Regions from separate parts of the Mus musculus genome. Here region 2 is linked to region 1. Evidence: chromatin contacts called from public promoter capture Hi-C data. All regions are on one chromosome and are shown on one strand. Each heading gives the region's core, a stretch centred on a gene start, on an enhancer-like site or on the middle of the called end of the contact. The rest is flanking DNA. Distances are from core to core; before and after follow the strand shown. Region 1 holds the start of Ttc22 (tetratricopeptide repeat domain 22). Region 2 overlaps Ssbp3 (single-stranded DNA binding protein 3).

Region 1 (5,700 bases), core at 1,488-3,987:
TAGCTACGGGCAACTCTGGCCCCGAGGGCTACCCTAAGTTGCAGAGAAACCACTGGCCTTTTCAATTTTTCCAGCTTCTGCGATACGCATGCCCGCCCGCTCACTCCCTTCCCTCCCAACACCTACTCATCTTCCTAGAGTCAGATCAAAAGCTTAGCCCACCCACCGGGATGGTTAATATGAACATTAGAGAAAATGACACGTCTTGGCAAGGATGTAGAGGAATTGGAAACTTTGAGCTTTGGTGATGGGCAAATATAATGATTCTGCTGCTATGGGATAGCACAGTGGTTCCTCAAAGAAGTAAACATAGACTTACAACACGCCCCAGCAATCCCATTTAGTATGTGCTGTAGGAGTAAAGGCAGCGAACCCAAACACATATCTGTATAATACAGCCCTGCTTGTAGCAACTTCATTCACAATAATCACGACCCATATTTACCGTGGTAAATGATGGATAAACAAGGGCTGATAGATACAGACAATATAGACCGTGAAATAGTGCTCACCCTTAAAAAGGGAGGAAATGCTGTCCAACAATGATTGTGTGCATTGTAATCCTAACACTTGGGTGCCTGAGGCAGTTAGGAGAGTTCTAGACCAACCAGGGCTACCTAGTAACCATGACACCAGCTGGACTACATAGAGACCCTGTCTGAAAAAAAAAAAAAAGAGGTACAAAATTAATAAGGGAAGCTCTTACACCACATCATGGATAAAGTTTGAAGTCATTATGCTAAATGATAAGGCAGGCATAAAAAAACCCAAATATTATTTCACTTACTTGAAGTGTTACCGTATTCAAATGTGGAAAGAGAAAGTGGAGTGGCAGTTACTGGGCACTTGAGGACCTTTTTGGAGGAAAGAGTGGGGACTGGGATGGGACCTTCTCTATTTCCATCTCAGAGCTACATTAAATGGAGCCGGGCGTGGTGGCGCACGCCTTTAATCCCAGCACTTGGGAGGCAGAGGCAGAGGCAGGCAGATTTCTGAATTCAAGGCCAGCCTGGTCTACAAAGTGAGTTCCAGGGCAGCCAGGACTACACAGAGAAACCCTGTCTCAAAAAAACCAAAAAAAAAAAAAAAAATATATATATATATATATATATATATATATATATATATATATATATTAAATGGGGGCTGGAGATGGCTCAGAGGTTAAGAGCACTGGATGCTCCGGGGGACTTTGGTTCAATTCCCAGCACCCACATGTCAGCTTACAATTGTCTGTAATTCCAGTTCCAGGGAATCTGACATACCCGCACATCAGCCTGTATGCAGGCAAAACACCAATGCAAATGAAAAATAAAAAGGAACCATCAAAGCAAATTCTAAAAGGCTAAAACATTATTAAATGTATTACATTAAAGTCTAAAACCAGTACAAATAGCATCCAAATGTTTTGACTTGAAAATATTGCTAAAGGGCTGGTGAGATGGCTCAGCGGGTAAGAGCACCGACTGCTCTTCCATAAGTCCTGAGTTCAAATCCCAGCAACCACATGGTGGCTCACAACCACCCATAATGAGATCTGATGCTCTCTTCTGGTGTGTCTGAAGACAGCTATGGTGTACTTATGTATAATAGTAAATAAATCTTTGGGCCTGAGCTAGTGGAGCCGACCAGAGCGAGCCAGAGCGAGTGGGATTGACTGGAGCAAGCAGAGGTCCTAAATTCAATTCCCAACAACCACATGAAGGCTCACAATCACCTGAACAGCTACAGTGTAATCATATACATAAAATAAATAAATCTTTTTTTTTTAATAAAAAGTTGCTAAAGTCATAGTTTCTTCAAATTCACTAACCAGCTCTATTTTCTCTAGTGAAAATGCTGGCCTCCTTCCAACGAGGTTGAGGCAAGGGAGGCAAGAGCCCAGCCTCAGGATAAGTGAGGAAGAGTCCAAGGTCCAGACATTCCGGAAAGCCTAGTCTACAGGGGACTCTGCTTTATCACACAGGGCACCCCAGTTCAACCTGCACACTAGAAGCCAGGTGGGCCCCTGAGGGAGACAGCATAGAGCAAGAAGACAGCAGTCTCAGAGCAGGGAGCAGGACCGGCTGGACACTGATCCAGATGAGTGAAGCCCAGGCATACCCAGGGCAGGCATTCATTGGTTTTACCTAGGTATCTCCTGGTCCCTCACAGGGAACTGCGTCCTGTCACAGAGGAGGAAAGCGGAAGTATAAGGGGTAGTGCTTTTTATTAGGGATGGAGAAACAGAAGTAGAACCTAGCACCTAGGCACCTTAGTTTTTGCTGTTTGGGCCCCTGCTGAGCAGAGGAGAGCCAAGATATTCAGTTGAGAGGCCAGATGCACAGACTGGAGGGGCGGTGGCCTGCTGTGTTCAGCGGAAGCGCTCTAGAATACACACACAGCTCTGGAGTGGGCAAGGCTTGCTCAGCTGGAAGGGCCTGTCCTGACAGCTCTGTGTGGAGGGTGGAGCATTGCCAATGGAGGAAGGACTTGGCCGGCCTGGGCAACCCGAGGCTCCAGGTCTCCTTGAGCTTGACCTGGTTCTGTGACCTTGGCACCTTTCTCTTCTGAACCTCTCTCTTCATCTGCTGAGTAGTCGAAATCTGCCCTTGCCACTTACTGGGTTTGTGAGCCTCCCGTTTGGCAAAGCACCACACCTGTTTTTCAGGCACACCTGCTTGTGCAATGCTGCTGTCTAGCAGCGAAAGCGGAAACACCTACAGGGCGAGCCCTTGGCCGGCTCTGGGTACCACCCACTTGCAAGAGGTGCCCCGGACCGCCGTGCGGGGCTCCCTCCGGGGCCGCCCCATCCACTGTCCTTGGGAGCTAGGGGAGGCCAGGGCAGTCAGGGGCAGCCATGACGGAGGCCGAGGTCGGAGCCGAGGACCTGGACACCCTTCTCGATGAACTGGACTATCTGCCCGGCCACTTCCACCTGGAGATGCAGCTCAACTTCGAGCCGCGCTCACCCGCTCAGCTGCGCGCCCGGGACCTGAAGCTCCAGCGAGAGGGTCTGCGGCAGGAGCTGGAGCTGGTGGCCACCCCGCAGCTGCCTGCCGTGCGTCACCTCTTGGGAACCTTTTCCTTCTACCTGGAGGAGCTGGGTGATGCCCGCGAGCATTTCCTGGAAGTGGCCCGCAAAGACCCTGGCAACCTCAACGCCTGGGCCAATCTGGCACACGTCTACGGGCAGCTGGGCCAGGAAGAAGAGGAGGAGGCGTCCGCCGGGCGACTGGCCAGCCTCATGGGCCTGGAAGGGGACCCCGAGGATGCTGGAGACCCCAGGCTCCGCGCTGCCCGCTGCCTGGCGGAGCAGGGATATGCGCATGGCTTCGACGTGGGCTGTGCCAGTCCAGAGGAGCGCGCGCAGGTGCTGGAGGCGGGCATCGCCCTCTACGACAAAGCGCTGGGCTATGGTCAGCAGGTGGGTGCTGGAAGGACTGTGGTCATTCATTTCCTTTGCTGGGGTGCCCGCCACCATTCCCGCCCCAGGTCACCCGGTAGCTTTGCGTTCCTGGGTGCTGCCCACCTAGCTTTCTGTTTCAGCACCAAGACAAATCCTCCAATCAGGCTAACACATCCCTTCTCCCTCCTCTGCCAACAAGTAAGAGGTACAATCAGACACCAAAACTTGACAGATTGTTCTTCCTCCTTTCTCCCCTCATCCACCTATCCTTCTAAACCCCAATTTTGCCACTGCCTCAGCTTATACGAGCTTTCTCTGGCAGCCCAGCCTCTGAAGTGTCCTGCCTGGCTTTGTGGTCACTCTCCAGCTCTGCTCTCCTGTGCCAGCGTTTCACTCAGCAGATATACAGTTGCTGCATCTCACTGGCTACATCCTCAACTCAGCCTCCCCTCCTCCTGCTGGCAGAATGACTTAGGCTTGAGTGACATCCAAGGCCCTCCGTCCTCTATCCAGGCTTTCACTACACCCCACATCCACTCCGTTTACAGTGGGTGGGCTCCACATAGCTCTCTTCCTTCCTGTGTCTTACCCGGGGTACCTCCTGGTCCTGTGGCCTGCATAGCCCCCAGTAGCTCTCAGATTTGCTTTGAAATTTCCCTTTGAGGGATGCCTCCATGGTTCCAGGCTGGTCACAGCACCCTCACAGCTTCCTCAGCCCTGTTCCAATTGTCCCTCAAGCCTGTCCCTCCAGCTCTGTCTCAACAGTTTGGAGAGGGGGCACAATGGTCGTCTGAGTGTCACTGGATCACAGTGATTCTCAAAAGTCCTGGCACTAAATAGATCCTAGCATACTTGTCGTTTATCCTGCAGTACAAGAGTCCTATGTGCAGCAGCCTATACAATAAGCATTTACGACTGAGCAGCCCTGGGATCTAGGTGTGGCTATGCTGTCCTCCCAAGGTTTGCCTGACTGGGGGCCATCTACAGCCACACCAGTTCATAATCGACAGGGTATGGTTCCTAGCTGGCTCTTGATACTTCGGCTGTTTTCTCATTCTCAGAAACATGTCACTGGGTCTGGCCTACACTGCAGGGGAAAGGGTTATACAGGTCAGAAATACCGTCAGGTAGGCTCACTGGGGGCTGCATGTCACTGATGGAAGAGTGATGTGGGAATGTTATTCTCTTGAGCGCTATGCCCTGGCACAACACCATTCCAAAGCCTCTGCACACATCTTGAGCGTCTTTTCCACCAAAAGATGCAAGTTCTTAAAGAGAAGTGTTGGAGTGGTGACTTTAGCGAGGCCCCGTTGGAGGGCATGGACTTGACCTCCGGACAACAGTGCAGGGTACAAGTCAAGAGGGCACTTAGCCTGGGAGTGCAGGTTCAAGGCTCTCTGAGCTCTCCAGCTCCACTCAACCGATTCCGGGCTCTCCGCGTACCCTTTCCCTCTCAGTGAGGTGAGATAATGACGTGATGTGTGTCATGGGTTTTCCCATTAGTATAATGGTGGTACCATTTGGTTGATGACATAATTTAGGGCTAATGTTTGTAAAGTTCCTAGAAAGGGCCTGCACAGAGGCAGCCATAGGTGAACATCTATTTTCTCACCTACGAAGCCTCCTCCTCTTACCACAAGCTAGGTGTAGCTGGGAGTGTGGCTGGGAGCTGGGACCTCCAGCCTGAACATGAAGTCAAATGCCAGGGCATGGGTAGAACAGCCAGCGTTGTGTGTGTGTTGAGTGCGGCTGTGGTCACAGGTCGCAGCAACGGTGTGGTGCTTAAAAGGCCCTGGGTAGGAAGCTTGAGGCTCAGAGACTCAGTGTCAGGGCCACCCATGGGGAAGCTCTCTCTCCATGGTGCTGTTTCTCATCCGTGGAATAACACAGGAAGGGAGATTTATAACCACCAAGGTCTTTTTCAGGAGGTGTCTGGGGGGACGGAAGGCTTCCTATTAGAGGTGGTCAGGGAGGCAAAGGGAGGCAAAGGTTTGGGAGTGGCAGGCAAACAGAGACCAGCTCTTCTCTGTATAGTCACCACAAGCCACGGTGGATACTGCCCAGCCGGTGATCAGCCAGAGGATGGAACGCTAAGAGGCTGTTGCTTGGGAGCAGTTGTGGCCAGGAGAGAGGTAGGGTTTGCCCCCTGCCCCATCCGCCAAAGAGTAGTGAGCCCACACTCATGAAGTACCTGGTACTACATAGGTGCTCAATAAACATGGCAACCGTGATGATTTCCGCAATCGGAGTCAGGCAGGAACTTGGCCGTGAGAACTCAGCTGTTGCTGTTTTTGCCGTGTGGCTTTAACAAG
Region 2 (6,508 bases), core at 376-2,875, 370 kb after region 1:
TGTTTGTATGGTTGGGTTGTTGGTTGGTTGTGTGTATGGTTGGTTGGTTGGTTGTTGGTTGGGCTGGTAAGATACAAAGCTCTCAGGATCTACCTGTCTGTACTCTCCAGTGCTATAGTAGGGCACAGGTGGCCATGCCCAGCTTTTTGTGTGTGTCTTCATGCTTACACAGCACGTGTTCTTACCCACCAAGTTGCCTTACTGGTACGGCTTGTGTGCTGACAGGAATTTAGCTTGTCCTCCACTTGAAGACCTTAGAACTTGACTACAATGTGGGCTCCGGGTGCAGAAGGCCTGTTCCTTCAGTGCAGTGAGTGGCCTCTCTTTGCCTCTCTTCCCAATGGTGATGGAGGATAGAAGCCAGGATGGCTCAGCCCTGTGGCTGGCTGACTCACTTCTGATTAGGGACCTGTGTGGCCAGCGGCTTCCTGCCATTGTTTCCACAAGCTCTTTGCAAGCTCCTCTGTCTTTACAAGCTAAGCTCCACAACAGGTCCTGCGAGTTAGGGAGTCCCAAGAGCACACCAGCACCCAGGGTTCTTCAGGAGCTGCCTCTGGCATTTTGGGCTCATCCTTTCTGGCTTTTGTTCAGGAAAAGAGAGCCCTTTCCGTGGGCATTTGAGCTGCCGTGTGTCGCATGTAGCCTGGTCCTATCTCAGACTCTGGAGCTTGGTGGCTGCCCATGATCAGACCTTCACTTTGCTGCCCCCTTCTGGGACAACCAGCTCTCTACTCAGGGACCGCCTTTGCCTGACCTTCCTCACCCCAGGAAGCAGTATGTCCAGCTGCAGAATTCTTATTGCTTGAGAGCCCCAGAGAAATGGCACTAGGGGTGTATCCCTTCTGCATACTCCTTCCAAGAATGAGGACACATGATGCTTCCTGTAGGTGCCATCACCCCCATCCTCAAATCCAGACCCAAGGGCAGGCAGGCAGGCTTATCCTACCTATCCACCAAAACCTTTCTCCTTGGTGAGACCCATAAGTCGGCCTCTTAGAGCAGGGTGGGTCACTGGCTTGTCATGTGGTGTAGGATACCACCTACAGTTGTTTAGTAGCCCAGCAGCAAAAATGCAGGAACCTATAAAATAGTGGAGGGAAGGAGGAGAGGGAAGGGGAGTGAAAAGGCAGAGCCAGAACTGCAGACCTTCAGAGTCACCCCTTGTGAACCCGACCCAGCAGACCTGCTTCCCACCCGGCTTCTTCCCTCCCTGTGGTCTGGATCCACCCGGCCTTGTAGATTGCATCAGGGAGCCACTTACCCCCATTAAAACTGGGAGGGCCAGGGAGGGAGGAAATGGGCTAGGGTGTGTTGGGAATGTTTTAGCTAATGCAGGGAGTGCTTTTTAAAAGGCAGGTAGAATTTTTTCTTTATAGATCAATTAAAAACCCTTCTTAAAATTAGCCTCTGGGAAGGTGTGTCAGTGGGCTCTTGTTTTCTTATGTCCCACACTCTGCACATCCTCCCTGACAGAAAACCTTAAAATTTTTCTTTCAGAGGTGACCAGTGTTTTTAAATGCCAGGTGATGACCAAGGGAGAGGGACCTTTGACTAGGGTTAAAGTACTGTCCTGGGAGGGTGCGTAGACTCCCTGTGACTCCTCTGGGCCATACAGCTGGCGGGCAGCAGCAGGCACGAAGAGGAACATCTCACCAGAGCCAGGCAGATGGTGTTCACCTGCTCGGGACACACTCCCTGGTCCGGGGCCCTTGGAGTTGCTGAGATAATAACAGACAGCTGCCAGCCCTGGACCTAGATCTGCGGGCATTCAAAGGCATACAAGGTGCAGGGAGACAGAGCCTGCCCAGGCCTCCCCACCCGCCAGGCCCTGCTTTTGTTTGAGAGTTGTGAGCCCCTCCTTTCCCGCACCAACATCCGAGCAACAAGAGCGCTTTAATGGAGGACAGTTCTGTTTTGGAAACGACAAGAAAGCTCCTTGTCAAGTGTGACCTGGCCTTTCCTTTGTCTTGCCTCCCTTCTTTGTGTGTGTCTCCAATGGGTTTTGTTCCAAGGGGCAAAGGAGCTGGACATGGATTTGGTGTGTTCCTGCGGTTTTTCTTTCTGTTTTCTTTTTTGGCAGCAGCTAAAGCTTTTGGTTATTTCTGAGTACAGGACAATTGGGGAGTTGGGGATTCAAGACCACTCCAGTGTCTTTGAGTTACTGAGTGGTGTCAGCAACAGCGAGTGGCAGAGAAGCCAACTTTCTGACCGCCTGGAGATCTCTCAGCTCATTGTATATGTGCGTAAGGACAAAAAATTTCTCATGGCCTTCAGTCCATAGGGGCATTTGCCCAAATATCCTCAGAAGGCAAGGCTAGCTGTTTCAGCCAGCACTCTGCCCTCTAGCTGTGCTCAGGAGGAACTGGTATTGCTTGGTTACCGTGTTAGCCTCCTCCACTGCCAAATAGGTCTGTGCTGGCCAAGGTTATCTGGACCTGGCTCCATCCAGTGTGGGCACTGTGACCAGTGATATTGGGGGGTGCTGAGAGGCAAAATTGGATGTTACTTCCCCCAGGGCAGGACTCAGGCCTGACTCCTTCAGGCTAAGACTCAGGGCAGCTTAGTAGAGGAGTGGTGTTAATAAGATTACAGAATCAGCTTGATCATCTTAAATGCCCCAGCCAGAGCGCTCGATTGTGTACCTGTGCTGGCACCTCTGAGGTGTCCTCAGTTGAGTCACAGGAGCTTGTTCTGTGTGTGCCCCTTAGGGCTTGTCAGAAGAGCAGTATAATTTAGTTGTGGTGATGGCTCAGTCCAGCATTTCATCTCTCTCTCTCTCTCTCTCTCTCTCTCTCTCTAATTATCCCAAGCTAGTGATATTTGTCTTGCATGAACCTCCAGACAGAAATTGTCTTTTATTACACGTTTTTTAAAGACTAGGGTTTTTTTTCTTTTTTAAAGGTTTATTATTTTTATGAGCATTGGTGTTCTCTTCCTCAATGGCTTCGAGGGCACAGAGCCTCAGGAGCCAGAGTTACAGACCACTGTGAGCTGCCATGTGGATGCTGGGATTTGAACTTGGGTTCTCTGGAAGAACAGCCAATGTTCTTAACCACACAGCCATCTCTCTAGCCCCAAAGAGTAGTCTTAAATGGGTATCTCTCAGTCCAGCTCTCTAGGGCCACATAGTAAGACCCTGTCTGCAAAACACACAACAAAACAAAACTGCAACTTAAACAAATCTCTGACTTACTAGAAATCAAAACCCCTTCTACTCTTCTTTTTATTTTAATTATTGATGAATGTCTCTGGTGAGACTTTTGACTTTTTTTTTGGATTGAGTTGAGCTTGAAAATGTCATCTAATGTATTTTTACAAATACAGGAAGAATGAGACAGACAGACAGACATACACACACACACCACACACACCACACCACACATGTGTGCAAGCCTGTACGCAGTATGATCTGATGACAGTCAGTAGGCCTAGGTGTCAGCTGGGGAGCGGCAGGAATGCTGTTTGATCTTTGCTTTTTGGAGCCCCAGGGTTGAAGGTAAGGGCAGAAAAGATAGGTACAGAATAGCAGCAGCAGTCCTCAAGATGTCAGGGTCCCGGCCCTCGCTCCTCTTATAGCTTGCCTCCCCACTTATCTCTGGTGACCTAGGTAAGAGTAAAAATGGCTGGTGTGTTTTTGTTTGTTTTCTTTTGTTTTGTTCTGTTTTTAAACTTCTCTTTGTCAGGCTGGTTTCAAGTAATTCAGCACTTGCTAATTATGAACCTGGTGTCCTGGCCTGAAAATCCCTGCCTGTTTGAACTTGCAGCTTCCCAGTTCCAGAAGTGGATATATGCTCTTTGATACCAGCCCATGGCTTACAGGATCCAAAGTGTGTGTCCTCACACTGCTCCCATTCTTACTTGGCCAGTGTGTCATGTCTACTGTCTGGGCAGTGTACAAGCACAACTTGCATCTATAGGAACTATAGAAACGGGTGGATGGCTCTAGGAAAATATGAAATGAACCAGACTGTGGCCAGTCTGGCTAGAAGGATGCCAGCAGGTAGTGACAGGTAGAGGGGGAACTCCATCAGTAAGTTTGGGAAAGGTTGCTGAGGAATGTACGTCATATTCCACTGGGACATAGGTCAGCATATTCACACATAGGGAGGATAATTGACTGTCAGTTCATGGGAAGCAGTTTGCAGGTAAGAGCCCTGCTAGGCAAAGAAGCAGATGAGGGTTCTAAAGTGAGGGCTTCTTTCCTGCTATGGTTGGTTTGTTTTTATCAAGAGTACCGAGTCTAGGGTTCCCTTGCTTCTGTTCTAAGAGCAGGCGTGGCCCTGGGCAGGAAAGGAACTTTCTGCTCTCCTGATCTGTCTCCACCCAGAGATGGATCTAAACTGTGCTTTCCCCAGCTGTGACATCGGAAAGCAGGAAATCTAACCCCTGGGATGTGTCCTAGGTAGGTGCTGTGTCCCTTAAGAAAGTGAAGAGGGACCAGTTACCTTGAGACAAAGGCACCTCTCCTAGTCAGCCTCTGCTTCTCACTGGTGAGAGAGGGAGGGCTCTTTCCTTCTCAGTTGAGAAGTCGTTTAAACCAGCCAAGGTGGTGCCTGGTCTCCATACTCAGGAGACTGAACTAAGGGAATCCCAGATTTGAGGCCAGCCTGGGCTACATAGTGAGATGTCTTAATGACAACAAACAGATGTAATAGCCTAGAAGTCCATGAGTTCGCTCCTTCATGGTGATGGTGGCACTATTGTTTTTCTGGGTGTTGTGAATGTGATTATCTGTGCTGTGTGAGACCTGCCTACAGTGGCAGACCTGGGATGTTCTCTGACAACACCCACTGTTCAGCCTCTGGCCTTTCTCTGATAGCCTTTCTGCCTCCTGGCAAACATAGGATGATACCTACCTGACTGTGGTGATGACTGAGGGAGCCTGTCTCTGCCCTCTTGCTGCCTTCGCCTGACCCTTGGAGCTGTTGCCTAGAATGACCTGCCCTTCTGGAGCCCTGCCTGTTCTCCCCTCTTTCACATACCCCCTCCCCCACCCTGCCAGGACATAATTGGCACTTAGAGCATGACCATGTACGTGAATCCTTTGTAGCAAGGGATTCCAGGAAGCACCAGTAGGACAGTGAATAAAGAAACAGGATTTGCCCAGTGAGTGGCAGACCTGTTTGGGGCTGTTTGGCCTAGGACTTTCTCTGCACTTTACTGTCTGTACTTCAGAGTGATCTAAGAGCTGAATGAGAAGGTATTTGCAGAGACTGCACAGGTTGGCACCTTAGGTATTGAGAAGTCCTGGTGAAAATACTCGTTTGTGAAAATACTGAGCCAAGGTCTCTTTGGTGGCAGGACCTGTTCTATACTCCTAGAGCTGGATACCAAAGTGGGTGCTGTCAAGGTTCCTGAGCAGTGACACTAGTGTGGCATAACGGGCACAGGCCACAGCAGGAACATGGGAGAGGGAGAGCAGTAGCCAGGGGAGCCTCGTGGCGGAAGGCGTCCCCACCTAAGCTTGTCTTGGGTCTCATGGCTCTCAGAGCCCTCCTGGACAGCACCCTCACCCTGTGGCTCCTGTTAGAGCTCTCTCTGTGATTAGTGCGGTGTACCTCACTCTTGCCTCTAATTGTGTGGTACAGCGTGTGCCTTATTGTATCAGGATATAATACTGTTAGCCTGGCAGTTACCTTGTTCACTAATTGTTTCGTGCATTTATCTTGTCTTCTCTGCTGCTCCTTTTGAGAAACAGGTACTGTTTCTGTGACTCTGATCTCTGCCCAGGGCCCAGAGGCAAGGGTGTAGCTGGGCACCAAGGAGCCTGCTCTCAGGGCCCCGGTCCAAGTCCTACATCGGCCAGGTGGATTTGCTCTGTGGCCTTTTGTTCTACACAAGCTTGGTCTGGGAGCCCCTTTCAGCTCTCTTGCTTTCTAGTGTAGTGACTATGTCTGTTGCTTGGAGCCATCGCCCCTTTGTCCGGCCATTGTGGCTACTAAGGCTGACTATTAGAAGGTACCAGTGACTGAGGCACATGGGATTTTTTTTACCTTCAGGGTCTAAAAGAATAGGAAATAGATATTGGAGACACAGCCTCCACTTGATGCTTAGTTGGGAGCCACATCTACTCAGTAGGTGTTTGAATACATTTTGTTCAGCACCACCACTGGGTACCCCAGTGAGCAAAATGGAGGTTCCTTTGGTTCTGTCCTCACAGTCAAAGCCAGGAGTATGCTCTTACACACACGGTGCTTTGGGGGAGCAACAGACACAAAAGAGAGGTCTGCTCCTCTGATCATCAGCGCTCTAAGAGACTCCAGAAAGGGATGCACCAAGTCTCGTGTATCCCACCTTAGGCAGTGACCCAAAAGTGAGGTGATTGTCTATATTCTTTCTTTTTTAATACATGCTATGAGGGGAGGGACTAGGCAAGATTTTAAATCAAAACTAGCTGAAGGCAATATCATGGGTGCTTGGGAGTAGGGCAGCCCTGGCATCCTGTGGCTGGGTCACCCCTTAGAATTCTGCCTCTATGGGGAAGGCCCTGGGACCCAGGGTGGCAGTG

What was found. Promoter capture Hi-C pulls out the DNA fragments that hold promoters and counts their contacts.
Region 2: a promoter capture Hi-C map of liver shows a contact between it and region 1, with 2.4 times the contacts expected there. The contact joins the enhancer-like site here to the promoter of Ttc22 in region 1. A contact is called at or near these places in 14 of 39 promoter capture datasets (the 3T3-L1 cell line, the C10 cell line, the HPC-7 cell line and 8 more), 3 of 15 datasets of contacts at CTCF or cohesin (the NIH/3T3 cell line, large pre-B cells and pro-B cells), 21 of 484 Hi-C or Micro-C datasets (B cells, CD4 T cells, the G1E-ER4 cell line and 13 more), 3 of 115 datasets of contacts at active chromatin or transcription factors (embryonic basal ganglia, embryonic stem cells and pancreatic cancer cells) and 1 of 9 other capture datasets (embryonic stem cells).

The regions. Positions count from the first base shown.
Region 1 is chr4:106,619,712-106,625,411 of GRCm38.p6, forward strand. Ttc22 (tetratricopeptide repeat domain 22) reads left to right here and starts at 2,738. Exons shown (of 7, transcript NM_177667.5): 1 at 2,738-3,406. The coding sequence starts at 2,840.
Region 2 is chr4:106,987,461-106,993,968 of GRCm38.p6, forward strand. All of the region lies in intron 4 of Ssbp3 (single-stranded DNA binding protein 3), which reads left to right. Among named protein-coding and RNA genes, the nearest start is that of Gm12786, 37 kb to the right of the region's middle. Within about 2 kb of position 1,626, at least 120 of the 459 cell types and tissues checked have an H3K27ac peak or open chromatin away from gene starts, as enhancers often do. A contact at or near this core is called in the HPC-7 cell line, the N1E-115 cell line, the NIH/3T3 cell line and 6 more, where this site is marked.